Regions from separate parts of the Sus scrofa genome. Here regions 1, 3, 4, 5 and 6 are each linked to region 2. The links are chromatin contacts, called in public Hi-C, HiChIP or PLAC-seq and promoter capture Hi-C maps. All regions are on one chromosome and are shown on one strand. The core of a region is the stretch at or near the end of the contact, and the rest is flanking DNA. Distances in the headings are between cores, read along the strand shown. Region 1 holds the start of CSTB (cystatin B). Region 2 holds the start of SIK1 (serine/threonine-protein kinase SIK1). Region 3 holds the start of U2AF1 (splicing factor U2AF 35 kDa subunit). Region 4 holds the start of PDXK (pyridoxal kinase). Region 5 has its middle 6.8 kb from the start of CRYAA. Region 6 holds the start of HSF2BP (heat shock factor 2-binding protein).

Region 1 (3,883 bases), core at 276-2,775, 240 kb after region 2:
TCTGAATTCTCACCTGGGGAGCCTTCTCCCTGGGAGGTGCCGGGCGAGGTCTGCGGGGAAGTGACCCTGCAGATAGTTTACAAGCCCAGGGGGCTGAGGGACAGCCCCAAGCCCCCCGGGAGGCGGGAACAATCTCTCGGTATCAGGAGTGGAGGCAGGAAAGCCCCTGCCCTTTGCAAGCACAGGTGAGAAACCCCCGCCCCAACAGAGGCGGCGGAACACGGAATGTGGAGGCCACCAACGCCAGGCCAGGCCACAGCCCGGGGGCCGGCAGTTGTTGACCAGGAGAAAGGTGGGCTGGGCTGTGGCCAAGGGGACCTGCCAGTTCCCAGCCCTGAGGGGCCCAGGAGGAACGGAGAGAAGGCTCTGAGACAGGAGCTGACCACTCGATGAGGTGGGACAGAAGGAACCACCGTGGCCAGCTTCTGACCGGGGCCCCATCTCCGGCCTCGGTGCTCATCTGCAGCCCAGACCGCTCCCGAAAGCGTCAGTGCCAAGGCCGCCAGACGGTGCCCCTGCCCAGCAGCAACAACAACTGTCCACTGACATGTCACTTTCAAGGGAGGGACATCTAACCCAGCGGCCCTCGAAACAGCAACTCCGTTTTCCCGAGGGAGGTGACACACAGAGTTCACGTGACACGCGGGGACTTTTCAGCCTGGAGAACCAGGAAGAGGTGGGTGGCTGGGCTCTGGGTGGCTGTGGGCTAAGAGCTGTAGGAACCGCCTCCCAGCCCCGCTCACACTCCGCCCTGGGAACTCGCTCATTTTCAAAAGCCCCGAGAGACGGACTCACCGCCACCACGGTTTGCAGATGGTCAGGGCCACCTGAGCAAGGACAGGGCGCTGACCTCCTGCCTCCAGTTTAGGAAGCGGGGCCGCATTAAAGGAGATGAAAGTTTGTCTCCTTTTTCCCCCTCTTATCGGAACTCAGCCTTCCTGTGCCCTGAACTTGTCTCGTAAAGCCCGCCCTGCCTCACCGATGACAGGTAGTGCAGGGCGCGCTCCTTCCATCCTCACCGGCTCCTGCCCACCAGGTGCCTCTGGAGGCAGCGCCACAGCCGCCCAGGGTCTGGACCAGGCTCTGCCTGGTTCTGGTGACTGTTTCAAACGTGCACGCAACAAACGTGCAAGTCTGAGTCTAGGGCGCCGGTGTGCCCCGTCCCCAGACTCGCTCACGGTGACCTCACTCACAGGCTGCAGGGTTTGCTGAGCGCTTTTGCGGAATCGTCCCCTCGCGGCCCTCCCTCTGTGCACACCTCGGCTCGCGCCTGACAGGCGTGCAGGGGCATCGTCCTGCGCCCAGCCCGGCCCTCGGGGCGGGGGGATGCGCACGGGCGCACCGCCTCCCTCCCAGCGGCGAGGCCTGCTGCCAACCCCGGCCCCCAGGACCCGGCCCGCCCCTCGCAGCCCTGACCTTGTCGGCGATGGCCTGGATCTCGGCCGTGGCGGGCTGCGTGGCGGAGGGCGCGCCACACATCATCGTGGCGGTGGACGGGCGCAGACACCGGGCGGCGGTCGCGGAGCGACTGTCACGTAGGAGCAGCGGACAGTGGCGGAGTGGCGGACCTCCGCGGAGCACAAATACCTAGAGAGGCGGTCATGTGATGCGCGGGCGGAACCACTACGCAAGGCGGGGCGGGGGGGTGGATGCCGGGATCGGAATACGGCGCGGGGCGTCCGGGTTGGGAATGGGGCGCGCGGCACCCCCTTCGCGACGGACGCGGGGAAGGCGCACGGTCGCAGCCTGGGACCCCCGGCAGGCACCGTCTCGGGGCCAAGGGTCGTGTGCTGCAGGGCCATCTCCCCCCCGGAGCTGGGTGGCGTCCTCCCTGCGGCCGAGTCGGGGGGCGGGGCCCGCAGGATGGGGCGCGAGTGGGGGCAGGGCCGGCGGGGTCCGGGGCGGGTGTGGCCCACGCCCAGCGGGAGGGGGCGGAGGGTGGGGACGGTGGGGTTCCGATCCCCCGGGGGTGGACGCTGCCCTGCAGGATGGGGTGTGGGAGTGGGGATGCAGCGCGGGGAATATCGGGAGAGGAGTGGTGGGGGTGGGCGCAGGGTGGGCACGGTGGGTGGGTGGGAGTTGTCCCAGTCCCGCGCTGCCCTGTGGGGAATGTTGGCCCGGTAGCATGCGGGGTGGAGATGGTTCAGCCTGGCTCCATCCTGGCCCCCCAGACCGCACAGTGCTCCCTGATCCCTCTGCCCTGCCTTAGTTCCCCCCCCCCCAAGTTTGATGTGATGACAGGGGGAGGTCCAGAAATGACGCCGGCATTTGGAATCTGGAGAGGAGGGGGCAGCTGGACCTGAGACGTGCGGACAGAGGGGAGAGAAGGCCCCACGCGCAGTCGCCGCCCTGACAGTTCCTCTGCTCACTGCCCTGTTCCTCTGCTCGCCTGGCCCCGGCACCAGCAAAGGTGCCCCACTTGTGTCCACCTGCTGTGTGGGCTGCTGTGTGCATCACAAGTGTGTGCGCTGGGGGCCCAGTGCTGACGTGGGTGGACAGAAAAGGCACAAAGGAGTCCAGTGATGGCGAGCTGATGACTCCTAAGGCCTCGGGCTGGGGCGGGGGTCAGATCCAGGATGTCAGTTAAGGGCTTGGTCCTGATGGGATTTGGCTTAGGATTTAGATGAGGTTCAAGCACCTGGGAGGGGACAGGCCCCTGTCTTATCCAGGAGGGTGGGGCCCATGGGGCTGCCTGGACAGGACCTGCCTTTCAAAAAGATTCAGCCGCCCCCTCCCTGCAGGGCTGCACCCCAGTGGGCGCTGGCCCTCTCCCATGACCGGGTGCTGACTCTGCGGGCTCAGGCCCAGCCTCGCCTCCTGGTGGGCCCAGGGCACAGCCCCAGTAAGAGTGGTGCGTGAGCAGGTGCCAGGAGCTGAGCCTCTAGTGCCTGCCAGGGCAGGTGCAGGAAAGCACCTGAGGTCATGTGTGGTTGAGGCCTGGGAGCCGGGGAGAGACAAATCCAGCAAAGGCCTGAGCGCAGGAGCCAGATTCCGGTGGGGGATTTGCAGCAGGGATCCCAGCAGGGGAAGGGGAGGCGAGCCTCAGCCCCACTCCCACTTGGCTTCTGGGTTAGCAGGTCCTAAAAGGGAACGGAGGAACTGGGGTTCCTGGCCTGCGGTCTACGTGTCTTGAGTCTGGTGGCCTGTGACCACAGGGCCTGTGTCCGTAGAACCTGGAAGGGTCATCTTGCCCTTGAGGATGACTCAGAAGAGCCCATAAACAGTGATGCTTCCTGGAGGGCTGTGGCTCCAGGGCCCTGCGTCCCCTGCTCCTCGTTGATTAGACAAAAATGTGATTGAACAGGTATGGCCAGCACAGAAGGGAGCAAAAAGAGGGAAAAGAAAGCCAAGAGGAAACACACTGGACGTGAGTTTGGTTTTTTTTTTTTCTCCCCCGGCTTCACCCACGGCATTCGGAAGTTCCTGGGTCAGGTATCAAACCTACACCACAGCAGTGACCCAATCTGCAGCCGTGACAACAGCTGCATCCTTAACCGCCAGGCCATCGGGGAACTCCTACTATTAATTATAAACGAGACATAATTCACGATTGAATGAATGAATGAGAGCGGGATTTGACCCCATAAAAATGCAGAACTCATCTCTGTCGAAAACAAAGCCAAAAATAATGACCAAGAAGGGCAATGTCACTTGGGTTTGGCAGAGACTCCCAGGCAGGCGGGGGAGGGGGGGCTTCTACCAGAGAAAAGGGAGGCTGGGGGTGGGGGTGGGGGTCCCCGATGGCAGCTGTGGGCCCGAGGAAGCTGGGGCGGGCTCACCACATGCTGGGCATCCTGTGGGATTGATTTCAGGGCCATATTTGGCCCTCTCTGCTTGTCCTGAGTGAGAAGGATGAGGGGCAAAAATTAGGGAAGCTGGCCGG
Region 2 (3,871 bases), core at 736-3,235:
ATCTGACAAGAATGTATCCTCCTGCAAGAAGATCTGAGTTCTTTCTGCAGAAGAGATCGGCTAAGGGAGAGACGGCTTTGCTGTCCTAATTAAATCAGCATGTAGGTGCCAAAGATATCATTTATTAGTTTCGACGGGAGAACAAAAATAAAGTCACAAAGCAAAGCAAAAAACAGGCAGGGTGAGCGAGGCACGTTCTTAACGTGGCTTAGGTGGCAAGATCCCTGCTCTCACCCCCGCCAAAGTATTTCATCGCTCCTTGTTCAATGGAAGAGCTGAAACAGGACGACTGCTCACTGCTGCCTTTGCAAAAATAAGTTTCCAAAAACGGGTAAGAGCGACTGGTTTTACCGTTTAATAATTATCTGCTAAGGTGGAAGTGCCCAGTTTCACTCCAATTGGTCCTTCCACCCTCAAGGCAGGGCTGGCTTACGGCGGTACAGAGATCTGCTCGTTTGTTTTCATAGTAAATGAACAACCGACCTCCGCGGGTTTAAAACCGGAATGAACGACGACACTAAATAAAAGTTTAATGAAGCAGATCTGAAGTATGATCCGAAAAGCAAGAAAATAATTGCCCAGCTTACAAAAATCAATCTCTCTCCCTTCTACAAGCAACCCCGACTCCCACGTACACCCAAGGAGAGACAGCCTTCCAGAACTGGAGGCTTAAGTTGATGAAAATTTGAAAATGATACACTTGGCAGAAGTCACAGTGACAGGCAAACCTGAGTCCTTACCTGATAAAGCTTTACGATATGAGGATGATTCAGAAGCTTCATGATCTGAACCTCACGATATATTTTCTCCAAATTGCTTGAATCTAATCGTGTTTTGTCGATTATTTTTATTGCAACCTAGAGTTTTTTAAAAGATAAAGGAAGTTTTGTCTTAAAAAAAACCTTCTCCCTTAAGCTAATTTACACATTTCACTTTTTGTGGGTTAATTTCTAAAACACTTTGCCTCCCCAAAGGTCACAAAAAGTTCGGGGAGGAAAATAACTGAAGTAATCATTAATATTACTTAAAAAGTCAAAGTTCAATAAATGCCTCGTCCTTGCTGGCTCCAGCTCTGGATCATTATTCTCTTTGCTGCCCCCAATATTCATACAAATTACGCATAATCATAACATAAAGCTTTTTTTCTCTTCATCAAACTGAGAACTGTCAGCATTCAGACCTCAGGACGAAGGACCCCACAGGCAGGGAGGGAATCCACCAGCTCCCGGCCCCAGGGGGCAGCGTCCACCCCGGGTCCCGCCGCCACACGCACCTGGGTTTTGGTGACTCGATGCCGGGCCAGCTTCACCACCGCGAAGTTGCCCTTGCCCAGGGTCCGCTCGATGTCGTAAAAGCCCACCCGGAGGGGCTTCTGCTGGCCCTGGCCCGAGCCCGCGGGGGCCGCGCTCAACTCCGACATGATCACCATGGCTCCGGGCCGCACCTGGGGGGGAGCGCGCTCCGCTCAGCTCGGCGCTGGCCGACCGACCCCCGGAGCCCCCAGCCCGCGGGGCGCGCGGACGCGCCGCCGCTCGCCGCCACCCGCCCCCGCCGGCGATCAGCTCCACCGCGACCCCCGATCCTGGAGCCCCGCGGGACGTGCGCCCCGCTCCCAAGCCGGCCGGCCGCCCCGCTCGGGCTCCGGGTTCCAAGCCCCCCCCGGGGGTCGCGGACCCGCCCGCCGACCGTGGTCGGCTCCATCCCGAACCTCGAAGCCCGGCTGCCAGCCGCCGCACAACAAAGGGGAGGCCGGCGACGGCGCCCCGGCCCGCGCCCCCGCGCGCGCACCTGCGGGGCCGCCGGAGCCCGCAGCTCCGAGCCCCGCGGCGGCCGCCCGCCCGGCGGGCTGCGCCTCACCTCCGACGCCCTCGGAGCGCCGAGGCCGGGACGCCGCTCGCCCCGCGGCCCCTGCTGCCCGCTCGGCCACTTGCGCTGCCCGGCCGCCCGCTGCTCGGCCGCCCGCCGCCCGGGCCGCGCCGCATGTCAGCTCTGAGCCCGGCGCGGCGCTCTCCGGCCGCACGCGCCGCGCGCCCCGCCCGCCGGGCCCGCCCCCGCCACGCCCCCACGTCGCCGGCCCCGCCCACGGCGGCCCCGCCCACGCCGCCGCCGCCGGATTGATACATCCCCATTGACGTCCTTTTGACGCCAGAGCGACGCGCGGCCGAGCGCCAGGAGGAGGGAGAGCGGGAGATCGGGCGGTTGCCAAGAGACTGGCGGCTCTGACGCGCGCGCTGATGAGGCCGTCGCCTTGGCGACCGCGGGGCGGTGACGTCAGGGGCGCCGGCCGCCCGAAGCTCGCCAGCCCGCGCCCGCGTTCCCGCCGGCGCGCGCCCCCTACCGGACATCGCGGGCGCTGCGGGCGGCTTAACCCTTCCATCCCCGGGCGCCACCCTGCCTCCTGCCCGCGTGTGCGGGGACCCTCCCAACAGGGTCGGTTCTAGCGCGGTGCCAAAACCCTCTGACGTGCAGCACAGTGGCGGCGGCGTCCTGCTGGACCCCTACTCGAGGGTCGCCATTAGCCGGATGGGGATCTCATGTGTCCCCCATTTTCTGTCGGAAATAATAGAGACAAGGCCTTGGAGCCTATTAGGGGAAGTACTGGGTGGGGCCTGGGAAACCTCACAGACTCGCAGATCCGGCACAGGGTGCAGGTGAGAGCAGGCCAGCTCCCACACCCCAAATTGGCTGCCCTCCAGAGGGTGGCAGCTACGTACATGGAGGACCTGGGCAGCCCAACTCCAGTTAGGAATCCTAGTTGTTTAGCTAGTTAGAGACTTCAACAGGGGACTCGTGATCTGCATCTCTGCAAGCTCCCCTGGTGCATCAGAGTGTCATGGGGGCTGCGACTGAGCCCCTGGGCTGGGGGCAGGGGAACGCTGTTAGTTGTCTGTCCTCCCGCCTTGCCTCGCCCCACCCCAGGCGGGCCAGGGGAGTGGCTCAGCCGCCTGCTCAGCTCATTCTCTGTCCAGCCTGTGGGTCAGAAGCCAGCTGATGACTGCAGGCAGTTCTTTGCCGTGAAGCTCCTCCCTTTGGTGGAAGAACCCGCAGGCTGGAGAGAGGAGGAAAGTCCCCAAGGGCTGGCTTCTGGGATGGCCGGAGGACGGATGCGAAGGGACTCCACTCAAGGTCTTCCCGTTCCTGGGGCCGGAGATTTGCGAAACCCAGTCACAATACCCTCAGTAAAGGTCGGCCCTTTGACGAGCGTCCAGGTGCTCTGTATACAGGTGGCAAAAGAGCCCTGTCCCTGGGAGGAGCAGCCCCTCCCAAGACGGCCGACAGACAGGGGCAAGAGCAAGAGCCTCATCCCTGGCGAGCCTGGACCCTGCAGGTCCCCTGGCCTCAGTTTCCTCTGCCTGCTGCCCGATCCACAGCGCCATCTGCCCAGGGCTGCAGGAGTGGGGACTTTGCCCTCCAGACCCCGGTGCCCACAGCCTCGTCCCCACCCGGCAGCAGATGTGGGGTATCCAGCGGCCTCACGGCTCACTTCACGTTCCTTCATCCTCACCAGAAAAGGAAATGTTTCCTGAGGGATGACAGAGAGTGTGGCCAACCGTATTTCCTAAATGTTAGGGAGGCAGCATCATGAGAGTTAAATTCTGCCTCCAGCTTAGAATCACATCCCCTCGTGTTAAATAAAAAGACCACTTAAGAGAAGGGGGTGGGAAACAAGCATCAGTCAGAGTGGGAGTTCCCATGTGGCTCGGTGGTTAATGAACCTGAGTAGTATCCATGAGGACACGGGTTCGATCCCTGGCCTCACTCAGTGAGTTAAGGATCCGGTGTTGCTGTGAGCTGTGGTGTAGGTCACAGATGCGGCTCGGATCCCGCTTTGCTGTGGCTGCAGGGTAGGCCAGCAGCTACAGCTCTGATT
Region 3 (3,682 bases), core at 38-2,537, 210 kb before region 2:
CGAGATGTGAACCACTTACCCAAAGAATAAAATAAGCTTAGTCTTTAGGTTTGCGAACTAACAATTATCCTCCAAAGTGTCTGAAAACATTCCCCTTAGTCTAAACTTTGCATTGGAAATTCATACGTGGCAAAGTCAAAAATATTTTAAAAACTTCAGGCTAGCCATCGCTTAGGGAAGACACACAACCTTAAAAAAGAAAAAACTCTCTACCTCGTTCTTATGTTGGAATTGCATTTTCAAGTGTTCTAGAAGCAGATTGTGCCTCTTAGGCTAGTTAACCGTAATCTCATCAAACGTCCTTACGATCAGCCCAGATCATCGATTAAGCACAGAGGAGCCTTATTAAGTGGATAAAACCCCAACGGTTCGGACCCTAAGTTACCAGACGATTTAACTCGGGCGAGGTCTGTACTACGGCTTGCCCGACGCGACCTCAAAAGCTGAAAGTTGCGGGGATTGGCAACGCTGACAACTTCAGCGCAACTCGGACGGCTCCGGAGACCCGGGGGCGCGGGGGCCCCGTCGCCGGTAGGTGGGCCGCCGAGGCGCCCCGGGCGGGAGCAGCCGCGCCGCCCGAGCGGAAGCCCGCCGCCCGCCCGGGCCCGTCGCCCGCCCGCTCGGGCGCACGAGGCGGCGGCGCGGCTCCCGAGGCCGGAAGGGCCGCCGCTCCCCTCCCCCGCCGGCCCGCCGGGCCTCCCGCCGCCTCCCAGGCCCCGAGGCCGAGCCCGCTCGCGCGCCGCCCGCCCCCGCGGCCCGAAACCCGGCGGCCGGTTCCCACTCACTTGTCTTTCTCGGTGCCGAAGATGGAGGCCAAGTACTCCGCCATTTCCCACCCGCCGCCGCCGCCGCCGCCACCGCCGCCGACGACCCCGCCCGACGCCCGCGGGAGACGTCACCCGGACGCGACGACGCTCGCTCCGCCCCGACGGCGCGGGGGTCGCTGCCCAATCCGAAGAGGCGCTGCCTGCGCGTGGGCGGGACTTGGCGGGCACGGGAGGTGCCGCCCGCCAGCGCCCCCTTCCGGCACTCCCCCTGCCCCGCACCCGCGCTTCCAGCTCCGCCGGCCCGCGCTCCCAGCGCCCTGGGCCCAGGCCGAGGTCCCCGACCCCGCCGGCGCCCCCGGAGGGCCCGGGGAAGCCGAGCACGCAAACGGCGGTCGGGAGGCGGCGGGTAGGGGCTTCTCCACGCAGTCCCCGGGGCTAGGCCCGGGGCGCGCGTGCCCCGCTTGGGCGGGTTCTGCGGAGCTCTGCGAGGTGCAGGCTCCCCTTCCTCGTACTTTCGCTGTGGGACAACCCCGCCCTCACCGCCTTTCGAGCCCTTCCTCCGGGAAGATCCCCCGCTCCTCCAGCGCCCTCGTGGGTTGGAACGGAGCCGGGGTGGCCCAACGCCGCGGGCCCCGGGAAATGCGCCGCTAGGGCCTGGGCCCGACCGGGAAAAGCCTGGCGGGTTCGGAGGCTCCGATCGCCCAGGAGGCCGACTGCGCGAGACCCACTGCAAAAACCAGGGGCGGCTCTGCTTTAGGGACGTCTAGTAGCTCCCGGCGCGTAAACCCTAAAAGCCCCGGAAGAGCCTCGGCGCGGGGAAGCTCCGGGGAGAGGGGCCGGGCAGAGCTGAGCACGAGGTTACAGACCCACGGGGGCGCCGGACCCTTCCCCCAGAGCTATCCATCTCCGGTTACCCTAGTTTGTTCTGTTTAGGGCAGTTCCTTTCCACCCACCGTTTCCCCCACCTTGCCTTTTTTCATGTAACCTTACATCCTGGAGGTGGCTCCGAAGGACTACGTGGTCATGTCCTGACCGCTTTTGTGGCTCCACTGTGTGGTGGTGAATCGCTTATTCAACCAGTCCCCTGTGGATGGGCACATGGATTGTTGCCAGTCTCACTTTTACTAGCAATCCTACACCAAGTGCCCTCCTGCGGGCTTCTTTCTGTTTGGGGGGCAGATGGACACTTGTTGTATTTGCTCCGCCAGCGCTGCAATCTCAGGGGTTCCCATGTAAACTGAAGAAGCAGCATGGACGTTTATTCCTAGAGGAGGACTACACAAACATTGTTTTTCTAGCAGAAATGTTTACTATTTTGGTGGTCTCTAGGGTGTTAAAATTTGGTATAAGACACATTTGAGAGTGATTTTCATGCTAAGGGCAAATGGTGATCAGACGCTCGTTGAGCCCCAGAGTGGTTCCGAGGACCCTGGACGTCCTTGTGGTTTGAGAATCTCTGTTTATGTAGTGGGTGTCATAGCAGCGGCTGTGATCCTATTTGTACTGTTGGGAAGGGGGACCTTTTCCCCTCTGCTTGTCTTGGGTTCTTGTGGCTGGACCTACAGTAAAACTGACACTGGACGGATGAGCAGGAGTTTCCCTGTGGCACAGCTGGTTAAGGGTCTCGCGTTATCATTTGCTGTGGCCTGGGTTCACTCCCTAGTGGGGAAACTTCCGCATGCCTGGGGGGTGAGGCCAAAAATAAATAAACAGGAGAAAAAGAAACTTTCTAATTCATGCTTGCATGGAGGTTGCATAGAAATGGGACCTGAGAAGCGGCCAAAGCAGGCAGCTTTTATACATTTTAGATAAAGAAATGGTGAAATTGTGAGGAATTGACAGGACAAAAAGCTCCTGTTGGGGTTCCAGTTAAAGAAGCAGCATAGTTTGTTTATATGAATCTTCTTGCCCCCAAGTCCCCATCTCTGACCACAAGGGGAGTCCGTCTACCTCCAGATGCAGGGAGGGCCTCTTTCTTGTGAGGTTTTATTTCCACCTCTCGGGGGACAGAAGGACGCTTGCCTTGGTCATTTCTTAAGTACTTTAATTCAAAAAAATCGGGAGTTCCCGTCGTGGTGCAGTGGTTAACGAATCCGACTAGGAACCATGAGGTTGCGGGTTCGGTCCCTGCCCTTGCACAGTGGGTTAAGGATCTGGCGTTGCCGTGAGCTGTGGTGTAGGTTGCAGACGCGGCTCGGATCCCATGTTGCTGTGGCTCTGACGTAGGCCGGTGGCTATAGCTCCGATTGGACCCCTAGCCTGGGAACCTCCATATGCCGAGGGAGCGGCCCAAGAAATAGCAAAAAGACCAAAAAAAAAAAAATCAATATGCTGTTAAGGCACGTTTTGAGGTGGCCTATCCCGGACCCCGACAGTCCTCATGGTGCGGGGGGGGGAGCTCCCTGGGGTCTCTTACAAGGGCGTTAATTCCATGCGTGAGGACGCTGCCCTCATGACCTAAACACCTGCCAGAGGCCCTCTGCAAACACCACCACATTGGGGGTCAGAACTTAACACACTGGGGCGGGCGGAGGTGCATGTGTGGAAGTGTCTTGTCTAAGGCAGGTGATTGTGAACCTCCCTGGACTAAGCGTTCGCATTTGTTAACGGGATCAATACCCCCTGCCTGGGAGGGTGGTGTAGGACACTTTGAGGCACTCTCTGTAGGGGCGCAGACTTTGCCGCTCCGACATGTGCCACCTTGGCCTGAGGATTAGTTCAGGCTGGTTATTTTTAAGAGAGAGGACTCGGGAAGTCTCTCATTTTACCTGTCCCCTCCCCCGCCCCCCAGCTGCCTAAAGAATTTAGATAAAAGACCCTTTCCTGAAATAGAGCCATCACAGAGAGGTCTGCAAAAGCACATGGCCCGTGGGACGGGGAGACCCAGGGATCAGAGTCCACGGTGTCCCCCTGTC
Region 4 (3,486 bases), core at 64-2,563, 210 kb after region 2:
GAAATTCGGCCTCTGTCTGCCAGTGCCGAATGAAAATGCAGAGACAGAGTTTTGGGTGCAGGAGAAAAAGGCAGCTTTATTGCTGTGCCAGGCAAGGCGGCTGCAGCGGGCAAATGCCTTAAAGACTGTGCCCGCCTTGGAAGGGATTAGGAGGGCACAGTCTTTATGGTTTTCTATGGTTTGGGGAGTGGAAAATAGGGCCGCAGATAAGCATCAGGGTGGAGGCCAGCTTGCATTGTCTTTCAGAGCTGGTGTTTAGTGGCCCCAGGTCTGGTGCTGGGTCCTCCTTCTTCCCGGAAGGAAGATGCTTCGGGAGCAGTTCTTCCCTTACCGGGGGTTTCAGTTCTGCAGAAAGGCTCAAAGAGAGTCTCGCTATTCCACCGCCCTGCCCCAGGGCTGTCCGGCTCCTCCCTGCTCTCTGCATCCCCTCCCCTCCCTGAGGAGCAGCTGCCCGTGGGAACTCAGGGAAGGTCCAGGAGGCTGAGGTTTAGTCCCCAAAACAAGACATGGAGGCCACAGAAAGGCTTGTGTGTCCAGGAGCCCCACAGGACACTAGCACGCTTACACTGCGGCCTAGCGCTGGTCGCGCGGTGGCCGGAGGGGCAGGGCACTGCACCGGGTTCCGGGCTCTGTAGGCCCCAGGCGAGGACCCGCCTGGCCCGATGGGGCCTGGGCGAGGGAACCTGCAGGCCCGCGGCCCTCCGCTCGCACCCTTGCCAGGTTCCACTCCCAGGGCGCCACGTCCCTGCGTTTCCACGTTGGGAAGGGTCCTTGTCTGACCCGCCGGGGAGGCGCCAATGACTGCGGAGCCCTGGGGTTAGAGGCGGGCGCAGGAGCAGGACAGGGGACCTCGGGAGCGAACGAACGACTCAGGGAGCGGATAATGAAGGCTCGGGACACCGCAGCGCCTTCCTCGGTAAAATCGAAAGTGCAAAGCCGGCGTTTTGGACGGTGGCCGCCCACGTGCCCGGAGCGCCGAGTGACGCGGGCGGGTCGCCGGGGGCCAGGGGTGCGGTCTGCAGTTGCCGGTCCCCAGGGAGGGCCCGGGGGCGGGGCCTCGCGGATGCCCCTCCCCAACCCGCCCCCCGGCCCGCCCCGCGCAGCGCGGGCCCCGCGGGTTCCCAGCCGCGCTGAGGTCAGAAGGAGGCGGCCTGTCGTCCGAGCCGAGCGCCTGCGCCGAGCGGGGACGCGGCAGAGCGCAGCCCGAGCGCGGCGGGAGCCGAGCGGAGCGGATCGGAGCCCCAGCGCGCGGCGGAGACGCTGACCCCGCCCGGCCCCGCGCCGCCCCGGCAGGCCAGGCATGGAGCAGGAGTGCCGGGTGCTCTCCATCCAGAGCCACGTCGTCCGCGGCTACGTGGGCAACCGAGCGGCAACGTTCCCGCTGCAGGTACGCTTACGTAACGCAGCGGTGTCCCCGCGCCCGGCCGTGCGGGCCCGCGGAGGGGTGGCCGCAGCCCGATTGCGTGACCTTGGCCAGGCCACCCGGGCGGCCCCGAGGCCCCCCTTCGGGAGCGCGGGCTGGCCGAGGCGGGCGCGGGAGGCAGGCGCTTGGCGGGGGCGGGGTGGCCCTTGAGCCCCTGCGGATGGATGGGATGGGGCAGAGATGGGAGCACCGGGTTAGGATGAAGCCCGGGTGCCTGAGCTGTGCGCACCTGCCAGCCCCCGCCCCTTCCCGCCGGCGCGACCCCGGGGCTAAGAAAGAGCGGCGCCGCGACCCGAGATCCCGAGAAAGAGGGCCTGGGTAGGCAGGTGTTTGCTTTGCTCACCTGGTGAGCGCCCCCTCCATCCCTGTCCCCTGCGGGTCAGGACGCCAACAGGGAAGGGGAGGAGTAATCTCGCAGTGAGGCCCGGGAGGTCAGGGAGGGGGCCGGCCTGCGGCTCATCATTCCTGGGAGGTGGTCCCCTGGAGGACGATGGGGCGGAGAAGGCCCGCCTGCAGGTGTGGTGTTGGCGCTGAAGCAGGCAGGCCCAGAGGCCACTTCACGCCCCTGCAGGCTCTGGCTTTAGCAGCTGCTCTCTGGCTGCACTGGGCTTCCTCCCGCCTCCTGCCCGGCCTCCTTGAGGCTCGGGTCTCCCTGTGGCTCATCAGCCAGCAGCCGCTGCTTCCTGTTGCAGCCTCAGGGTTACTGTTGGGCAGCCCTGGGAGGAGAGGTGGAGGCCTGAGTGCAGGGGAGAGTCATGCTCGGGTGTCGGCATTGGGGCACAGGCCCGTGCTTACTGGCGGGCTCAGCAGGAGGCTGGCGGTCCAAGCAGGGTGGCTGCGCTCTTGGACCACTCACCTTCCGTCCATTGTCCCTGGGCCGGGTCCCTAAGCTGGGAGCAGACCTCAGGCCCCTGCTGTGTGTGCCCTGTTCCCATGCTGGGCCCTCGAGGACATAAAGGACCACTCTCACAATGGCCTGTGGGGTGCCGGCTGGCTAGAGGGACGGTGGGGAGGGGTGGAGCTGCCTCGGTGGAGCTCGAGGGCCCACCTCAGGCTGGCCTCTTGTCCCCAGAGGAGGAAAGAGTGGGGCAAAGACTTGAAGGTGAAAAGTACAAGGGTTCAAGGCCAAAGTGACCTGCCTGGCTGGCCCTGATCTGTGAGCACACCTGTGTGTGGTGCTTCAGCTACCTGGTCCTTGGTCCTCCTGTTCCAGGTGGTGGAGGGCAAGCCAGAGGGGACAGCCAGGGTGCCCACCTGACCTGAAGCCCGGTCATGGATTGCTTGGGCAGGGCCCCTGGGGTGGGCCCCTGCAGAGGGGAAGGTGCTCTCTGAAGCAGGGGCAGCTGGGGTGGGGGGTGGGGGACCAGGCAGAACCCTGAGAACAGAGCACACCTCCCCCAGAGTGGTAGCAGCCGCTGCTCCCCCACCTGGAGGGAGCCTGGGGCGCCACTCTTGGCAGAGGTGTGCAGACCTGTGCCAGCCTCTGTCAGCTTCCCTGTGCTTCTGCCTCTCCCAAGCCCCCGTCCACCTGCGGCCAGTTTGGTCCCCAGACAAGCACAGGATCTTCTGGCCCTGGGCCTTGTTCCTGAATGCTGGCACTAACCCTCGGCTTCCACACCGTCGTGCCCCTTGCCAGTTTCCTGGCACCCACGTGGGGAAGCGCCTCTTAAGGACAATGCCTTGGAGTTCCCGACCTGACGCAGTGGTTAACGAATCCAACTAGGAACCATGAGGTTGCGGGTTCGGTCCCTGCCCTTGCTCAGTGGGTTAAGGATCCAGCATGGCCGTGAGCTGTGGTGTGGGTTGCAGACGCGGCTCGGATCCCGCGTTGCTGTGGCTCTGGCGTAGGCCGGTGGCTACAGCTCCGATTAGACCCCCTAGCCTCCATATGCTGCAGGAACGGCCCTAGAAATGGCAAAAAGACAAAAAAAAGACAACACCTTGGTTCCTACCTGGGGTCTCCCAAGTGCCTGGCATCCTGCACCCGGACCTGTGGGCTCGAGGGATATAGGTGTGGCGCTGTCACTCCCTTCTGTCACCCTTGGGGTGGGGGTGAGGCCTCT
Region 5 (3,472 bases), core at 741-3,240, 160 kb before region 2:
TTCTCCGCTCTCCACCCTGCCTGGGGGTTTCTTAAGCTAAGACACCCATGTGCCAGCCTGCAGCGGCTTTGTACCTTCGGAGAGGCCTGGACTCTGGGGTCCGATGGAAATGCCTGAGGCCATTGACCAACGGCCAGGGTCTGGCCCCTTCTTGGCCCTGGAGAGCCAGCCCCGCATCCCCCTGGCCTTTGCCCGGCTGGTCCTGCCCTGTCAGCAGCATCCATGCTCCCTGGGATGTATAGGGGGCCTGTTCTGGAACAGTCCCCACACGGCCCACCCTCCACAGCTGCTGTCGGCCAAGTATCACTGACTCCGTGCAGGCACCCAGCTGCCTATCATCTTCTGCAGAGTCCAGGGCAGGTGTGCCCGATGCCCACCAGGCAGGAGGCTGCACTCATGCCAACAGGAGCTCAGCTTTGGCCATGGCTGTCTGGCCGTGCCCCACGCATCGGGGGCACCAGGCATGCCCACCAGGCATCGGGCGGCCCCAGAGCTCTGACCATGGTGCTCTGCCAGTGTCAGTGCCGCGGGCTGTTGTAGGAAGAACTTCAGAACCCAAGGGACCACCTGCTGCCCTTCCTGCTCCTCCCTCCAGACTCACGCCTGTCCACGTGCTGTAGGCCCGGGGTTCACCTCCCGCACGGCTGCCCCGCCTCTGCTGCCTGCTGATGCTTCTTGGCCCGCTGGCCTTCCCCCCACCCTGTCCACTTCTGGTCACGTCTTGCCTGGGGGCCACTCCCCAGACAGTCCTGGGCCACTGGAGTCCAGCCTTATTCACCCTAGGACACGCGGCTGTCCCCACCACCAAACTGTGAAGGCGGGTTGGCCAGCATCCCCTGAAACTGATGGTCTGTGGGCCCCACTCAGAGTCCTGCACAAATACAGATGCCCAGGCCCTGGCCCAGACCTGCCGAATTGGCCTGTGTGGGGCTGAAGCCCAGGAGTCTGCGAGCTGATAATTCTCCACGAGAAACTCACATCCAGGAGAGCCTGAGGGACTCCGGAGTAACAGCAGCTGCCTCCGTGGGTGGGTCAGTGACGGGGTGTGGCCTGGCGGCAGAGCAGCCTCCCCACCCCTAGGTCTCATTCTAGATCCTGGGGGGAGGGGCACCTTCTCATTCCAGCAAATAGGAGGCTTGCACGTGGTTACGTGGTTCTGGAGCAGGAACCGAGGTCCCCTCCGGGATCTCACGGTCACCCTGAGCTGCAGGGTCATCACTGACATTTATCAACAGCAGCAGCAGCAGGAAGAGCATTGGCGGAGCACCTACTGTGTGCCAGACACTGTGCCAGCCACACTGGCAGCTGGCAGCCCCAAAGCAGCCCAGCTGCCTGTAACGGGCTCCACTGTTAGGGAGAAAAGCAGGCTTCCAGGCTGAGTCACTTACCTGGCGCTCCCATCGGGGAGGGCCCGGCCAGGACTCACCCTGCCTGTCTGAGCTCAAAGGCAGGACTCCAGCCCCTGCACGACAGGTGTCATTATACAGCCTCACAGCTCACCCCAAGTCAGAAGGCACTGAAGAAGTCAGCCTGGTCCTGATCTGCAGGTGACTTGCTGTGTGACCACAGGCAGATTTTTGAGGCCCTCTGAGTATCAGATCCTGCTTCTCACCAGTTCACGAGGCGCAGGGTGGGTGGGGGGGAGTGGGAGGGGTGGGGGGGATGGTACTCTCTCCCAGGGGCGTCCAGCAAGCCCGTGGCCTCCTGCGTTTCCAAGACTCACCACCAGGTGCCAGCAGAGGCTTTGTCTTGGCCGCCCGGCCCTCGCGGGAAGAAGGGGCGGAGCTGAGAGGTCACCTTCACGGGTCCAGAAGCAGCCGCGCATCTGCTGCGACCAGCTCCTGGGGGTGGGCCGGCCGCGAGAGCTCTGGGAAACCCCGTCCTGACCCAGGGAGTGGGTGTCCAACAGAGGACACTGAAAAGAAAAGCCCCACTGGGAGCCAGTGGTATTTCTTTACAACAAGCAGTTTTTGTTTCGTTTTCTTGTTTGTGAAATCATTTGAAAAGGGGCAAATCATTGCCTGGCAGGCCAGCACCATGTGGGGGGGGCCCCCTGTGGCTCTGGGGGATCTCCCCCCTGGCAGAATGACGTCGTGTGTCGGCCCTCTCTGGCCATGGGCCTGCTGGCTCCCACGGTCTCTTTCTGGGAAGACTCTAGAGCAGCCTCGGGTCCTGCCACGTGCCCAGAGGGGACATGGCCTTGGCAGGCAGCCCTAACACAGTGCCTCAACACTGTGTCCAGCCGTGTCAGACAGGAACCTGATGCGGGTGGGCACAGTGGCGGGGTCACAGGTCAGCGGTCTCATCAGCCAGATGCTACACCCCGAGGCTGTGCACCTGTGTCAGACCGCACGTCCAAGGGGAAGCCACCAGGGGGGCCTGGGACCTGAGGGACAAGGCCAGGACCTGTCTCCTGGAGTCAGGGCGGTGCCTGCCACCTAGCACCTCCCTTGGCCTTCAGGACTTGGGATGGGAGTGGGCTGCCCAAAGGGGATTCCGCCCAGGCTGGGGCCGGGGAGGGGCGGCCTGGCCCAGGGCTGCGGCCCCCATGTGGCCCACATTAGGGCCAGCGTCCTGGCTGCTGGGGTGGCCAGGCTGGGGGTTCTGCCGCTGTGAGTTTGCTCCAGGATCCTGGGCTGGGGGTGGAATCTGCAGGAGCAGGGGTGGTGGATGTGTGCAGGTTGCTGTCACAAAAACAGAACCCAACAGAAGACACGCATGTGTGTGGGCTCACGCACGCACACACGTGCACGTACGGCTCAAGTCACATGCACATGCAAACACAAACACACAAGCACACACACATGCACAACACATAGTGTGAGCCACAGGTGCAGAGTATGCACGTCTGCACGTCTGTGTACACATATGCACACACAGACACGCACTACACGCACCTGCAATGGCCACGAGCAGGCTCTAGGCTCTATTTCCTGCCTCCCGTCAGCTTCTCTCTGTCTGATGTGTGCTTGAACTTGAAGACACAACCACGCCAGACATATCCTGCCCGTCTCCCCCCCTTGAGGGGAGCCTCCCTGTGTGCTGGCGAGCAGTCCCTTTCACGAGGGGCTTTTGGGAACGCCTGGCCGTCTCGGTGTGGCTGCAGCGCCTGGCTGCTGAGCCTGGAGGGGGGGAGGGCACGGTGTGCTCAAGGGCACCCCAAGGTCACGGGCAAGGAACATGAGGATCAGGCTGCTCCTTCTTCCCCAGGCTCTTCCCTCTTGCCTTCATCTCCGCCCAGCCCCCCACCCCCAGGAGCCAGAAATCAACAACAACAATAATAAATATTGTGCTTAAAAACACATCTTTCCAAAACCTCTTCAGACAGAGCCTCACTGCACTTAAGGGTGGGTTTGCAGGTTGCTAAGTATGATGGGGGGGCACCGGGGAGACCAGTCAGACCAGGGGGGTAGAGGTGGGATGCCCACATTCTGCCCACACGACTGCGGGACCTTGGCAGCTTTCCGGTGAT
Region 6 (3,342 bases), core at 500-2,999, 160 kb after region 2:
CTGAACGCAGCTCCAGGGCGCGGCCGGAGGGGAGCTCCCGCTGGGGCGGCCGATTCGCCCCGACCCGCGCCCCGCCTGCCCCGCCTGCCTCAGGGCCGTGCGGGGGGGGCCCCCGGGGGGCGGCGCAGGGGCACCGGGGCACGGCCCCCGCCCATCCCGCGGCCCCCGCGCTTCCGGAGGCGGAGCCGCCGCCCCCCACCGCCGGCCCTGGCCACGCTGCCCGCAGACGACGTCCGGGGCCTCCCCGAGCCCCCGAGCAAGGCCCAGGCAGACCCCGCTGAGCGCGGGGGAGCCGAGGGCAAGAGCGCGAACTCGCGGGCGGCGGCCCGCGCCTCGGCACCGACCCGAGCCTCGGCACTGACCCGGCGCGGCTCCTCAGCGCCGCCAGCCTCGCCCATGGCGGCGCGGTCTCGGCTCCGTGCGCCTGCGCGGGCGCGCACGCGCGGACCCCTCACGCCGGCGAGCGCGGGAACGCGTCCACGCCGGGGTCAGGTACGGGGAGCCGCGAGGCTCAGACCTCGTAGAGCTTTCGCTGCATCGCGGTCCCCACGGGCCGGGGGTGTGGAGGCGAGATCCCGCGTGGGCTCGTCCGGCTTTGGCCGAGGTCGTAACTTGTTAACTGCAAAGAAGAACAGGGAGACCCACGTGTCAGTGTCCAGTGAAATCACTCGATTCGGGTCCTTGATGTTTGGCGAGGGGTGTTATTTAGACTAAGGGGCCATGCGTTCACGCGAAGCAGCCGCCGGCGGCCCCTCTCGCGCGCTCAGCTCCAAACTCCATTCGCGAAGGTCGAAGCTTTCTGACAACAGGCTCCGCCGGCGGCGGCGGCGGTGTCTGCCCCAGATAAGGGAGCCTCAGTCCGGCCAGCAGGTTAAGGAACTGAGACGACCCCATGGACTGGGAGACATCGTTTGGTCCATTCACTAGCCCCCATATGCCCACTGAGTTCGTAACATATGGTGCAAGCTCTGGGTTCAAAGGTACCGGTTACGGGAGTTCCCGTGGTGGCTCGGTGGTTAACGAATCTGACTAGGAACCATGAGGTTGCAGGTTCGATCCCTGGCCTCGCCCAGTGGGTTAAGGATCTGGCGTGGCCGTGAGCTGTGGTGTGGGTCCAAGACGCAGCTCGACCCCGAGTTGCCATGACTGTGGTGTAGGCCGGCGGCCATAGCTCCCATTAAACCCCTAGCCGGCGAACCTCCATATGCCGTGGGTGCGACCCTGGAAAAATACAAAAACACCAAAGAAAAAAAAAGGTACCGATTATCGCACAACTAGGACTTCTGTCCAAAGCCGGACACAAGCCGACACTGTCCGAGTGCCCGGAGTACGCGCTCTCCAGGCCCGCGGGTGCACGCACCAGCACACGCACCCAGTCCTCGCCCCGGCTCCGGGCGCCCCTCCAGCGGGCTGCCCGCAACCTCCCGCCAGAACCCCGTTCCCACCGCGGCCCGAGGAGGCCAACGTAAAAACCCGGTGCCGTGTATCTCCCGGGAACAGCTGCGGGTCGGTTGGATGGAGATTTTGTGAAGTGGGCAAGATTCCAGACCACGCAAAACTGGCCCTCCGTCTCTTCCCGGCCTACACCCAGCGCTGGCTAACCTCGCCCTCAACGGCCCGAGCCTTGGCGACCGAGAGGCAGCGGCGGCGGCGGAGAGGCGCGACGCGCACCGGAGGAGCGTCGCTCCGCCGGGGCCCGGCCCGCAGCTCGCGGAACGCTCTGCGAGCGGCGAGCGGCGCCTTTGTGACGTCATCAGCCCGCGCGCCGGCGCCTTCTGCGCAGTCGCGGCACGGCGGCGGGCGCTCGGCGGCGGCGGGCTGCGGCCGGGGATGCTCCAACGGGCGCGATGGCCCCCGCCATGCAGCCGGCCGAGATCCAGTTCGCTCAACGGCTGGCGTCCCACGAGAAGGGCATCCGAGACCGGGCGGTGAAGAAGCTGCGCCAGTACATCAGCGTGAAGACACAGAGGGAGACAGGTGGGCTCCCTGCGGTCCGCCGCGCACATGGCGGCCGGGGTGGGGGAGCGGGGGTGAGGGGAGGGAGCCGCGGTGGGGGGGGGGTCCTGGCGGGAGTGGGGGGCGGGCCCGGGGAGCCGCGGGCGGAGCGGGGAGAGCGTGCGGCACAGCCGTGTGCTTCTCTGTGTCCACTTCCTGCGGGGTCTCCACCGGTTCTCCGGTTGAGCGGCGGCGGCGGAGGGGGTTAGGTGGTCCGCTGAGGGTCCCGGTGAGCCGGAAAGCCGAGAACCGTCCCAGTCTGCCCTCCCAGAGCTTGCACGTGGGATCAGTGCACTCACCTGTTTGATTCTGGTGCGCTCTTCCTTGAGTCACGCCTTCAGTTGACCAGGACGGAGAAGTCCGAATCCCTACCCCCGAGGAATTTATCCCGGGAAATCTGGCGGGGGGGGGGGGGAATAGATAACTGAAACGGAACTCGTGTAAGTGGAGTAAAGGAAATGAAAACCGAGGAACGGGGAAGCTCCTCTCCAAAGACTGTTGCAGGGAGGCCTCTCGGGGTGATGTTCTCCAGATCTGAGCCGGGGCACGAATGAGGAGCTGGAAGAGCGGTAAGTGAGAGAGAGGGAGGGTGTTAGGACGCGAGTTGGGAAAGTAGGCAGTGGCCAGGTCACAGCGGGCTCTTCAGTTTGGGTTTTAACTGCAGCGGGGTGCCATTGAGGAATCGTATTTACCCGGTCCGGTGTAAACCTTTGAAGGCATGGATTACAGTGCGGTGAAGTTTTTTATTGCACTGAGGAAAAGTCCGATTTGCTGCTAGTGTTAATACATTGAGTCTGTTTTAAAGAATGGATGTCTCCCCCTGTGCTGATCGCTCAGTTAGCCTTCTTTTGAAGGCTTCTGGGAAAAAGAAGATAAACTCTCCTGGGAAGTCCTAGGAAGAGGAACGAAGCCAGACTTCCTGACTTCAAATCTGTTAGGGTCTTCCTGACAGACTTGATTTCCTCTTATTCCATAAATGTTGTGTGTTCCTAAACCGAACTTTCTAACCCAGACCTTTGCTGCTTGCAGCTCAGATATGCCCTTCCCACCTGGCACCTCCACCTGGATGTCCTCAGGCTTCAGAATGCCCCACAGAGGCTCATCTTCTTCTGCTCTTTTATTTTGGGCACTAGTTCCCATCCTCCACTCAGACTCCAGTTGGACGCAGGGTATATGGTCCTGGACGCCTCTTCCTCTTTTTGTCCCCCAGCCCTGCATCTAGTGTCCTTTGGTCGCATCTCCTAAATTTCTCTGCCCTTACTGAAGGCTCCTCCATCTCATCGAGGCTTTGACACGCTTACCTCCTAACTGATCTAACACCTGCATGTGTGCCCCCTTAAACCCACG

Evidence for each region. Promoter capture Hi-C pulls out the DNA fragments that hold promoters and counts their contacts. A called contact is a pair of places that touch in the nucleus more often than the background predicts. HiChIP or PLAC-seq counts read pairs in DNA pulled down with a chosen protein or histone mark.
Region 1: a contact with region 2 is called in a promoter capture Hi-C map of liver, with 2.6 times the contacts expected there. The contact joins the promoter of CSTB here to the promoter of SIK1 in region 2. A contact is called at or near these places in 1 of 5 promoter capture datasets (liver) and 1 of 47 Hi-C or Micro-C datasets (skeletal muscle).
Region 3: a contact with region 2 is called in an H3K27ac HiChIP or PLAC-seq map of alveolar macrophages. The contact joins the promoter of U2AF1 here to the promoter of SIK1 in region 2. A contact is called at or near these places in 1 of 5 promoter capture datasets (liver), 1 of 47 Hi-C or Micro-C datasets (liver) and 1 of 2 datasets of contacts at active chromatin or transcription factors (alveolar macrophages).
Region 4: a contact with region 2 is called in a Hi-C map of alveolar macrophages, with 1.9 times the contacts expected there. The contact joins the promoter of PDXK here to the promoter of SIK1 in region 2. A contact is called at or near these places in 2 of 5 promoter capture datasets (fetal liver and liver), 2 of 47 Hi-C or Micro-C datasets (alveolar macrophages and liver) and 1 of 2 datasets of contacts at active chromatin or transcription factors (alveolar macrophages).
Region 5: an H3K27ac HiChIP or PLAC-seq map of skeletal muscle shows a contact between it and region 2, with 9 times the contacts expected there. The contact joins the enhancer-like site here to the promoter of SIK1 in region 2. A contact is called at or near these places in 1 of 5 promoter capture datasets (liver), 20 of 47 Hi-C or Micro-C datasets (alveolar macrophages, brain, embryonic fibroblasts and 11 more) and 2 of 2 datasets of contacts at active chromatin or transcription factors (alveolar macrophages and skeletal muscle).
Region 6: an H3K27ac HiChIP or PLAC-seq map of alveolar macrophages shows a contact between it and region 2. The contact joins the promoter of HSF2BP here to the promoter of SIK1 in region 2. A contact is called at or near these places in 1 of 47 Hi-C or Micro-C datasets (retroperitoneal adipose tissue) and 2 of 2 datasets of contacts at active chromatin or transcription factors (alveolar macrophages and skeletal muscle).

What each region holds. Positions count from the first base shown.
Region 1 is chr13:206,709,073-206,712,955 of Sscrofa11.1, forward strand. It overlaps CSTB (cystatin B), which reads right to left and starts at 1,526. Exons shown (of 3, transcript NM_001097496.1): 1 at 1,417-1,526. The coding sequence starts at 1,482.
Region 2 is chr13:206,463,817-206,467,687 of Sscrofa11.1, forward strand. SIK1 (serine/threonine-protein kinase SIK1) reads right to left here and starts at 1,986. Exons shown (of 14, transcript XM_021071058.1): 1 at 1,858-1,986; 2 at 1,274-1,444; 3 at 741-857. The coding sequence starts at 1,429.
Region 3 is chr13:206,256,410-206,260,091 of Sscrofa11.1, forward strand. U2AF1 (splicing factor U2AF 35 kDa subunit) reads right to left here and starts at 1,288. Exons shown (of 8, transcript XM_021071048.1): 1 at 786-1,288. The coding sequence starts at 829.
Region 4 is chr13:206,675,592-206,679,077 of Sscrofa11.1, forward strand. PDXK (pyridoxal kinase) reads left to right here and starts at 1,314. Exons shown (of 11, transcript NM_213943.1): 1 at 1,314-1,387. The coding sequence starts at 1,314.
Region 5 is chr13:206,298,936-206,302,407 of Sscrofa11.1, forward strand. No RefSeq gene overlaps it. Among named protein-coding and RNA genes, the nearest start is that of CRYAA, 6.8 kb to the left of the region's middle. Within about 2 kb of position 1,991, at least 53 of the 83 cell types and tissues checked have an H3K27ac peak or open chromatin away from gene starts, as enhancers often do. A contact at or near this core is called in alveolar macrophages, brain, fetal skeletal muscle and 6 more, where this site is marked.
Region 6 is chr13:206,627,402-206,630,743 of Sscrofa11.1, forward strand. It overlaps HSF2BP (heat shock factor 2-binding protein), which reads right to left and starts at 1,750. Exons shown (of 9, transcript XM_021071073.1): 1 at 1,603-1,750; 2 at 363-619. The coding sequence starts at 398. RRP1B (ribosomal RNA processing protein 1 homolog B) reads left to right here and starts at 1,775. Exons shown (of 15, transcript XM_021071070.1): 1 at 1,775-1,977. The coding sequence starts at 1,848.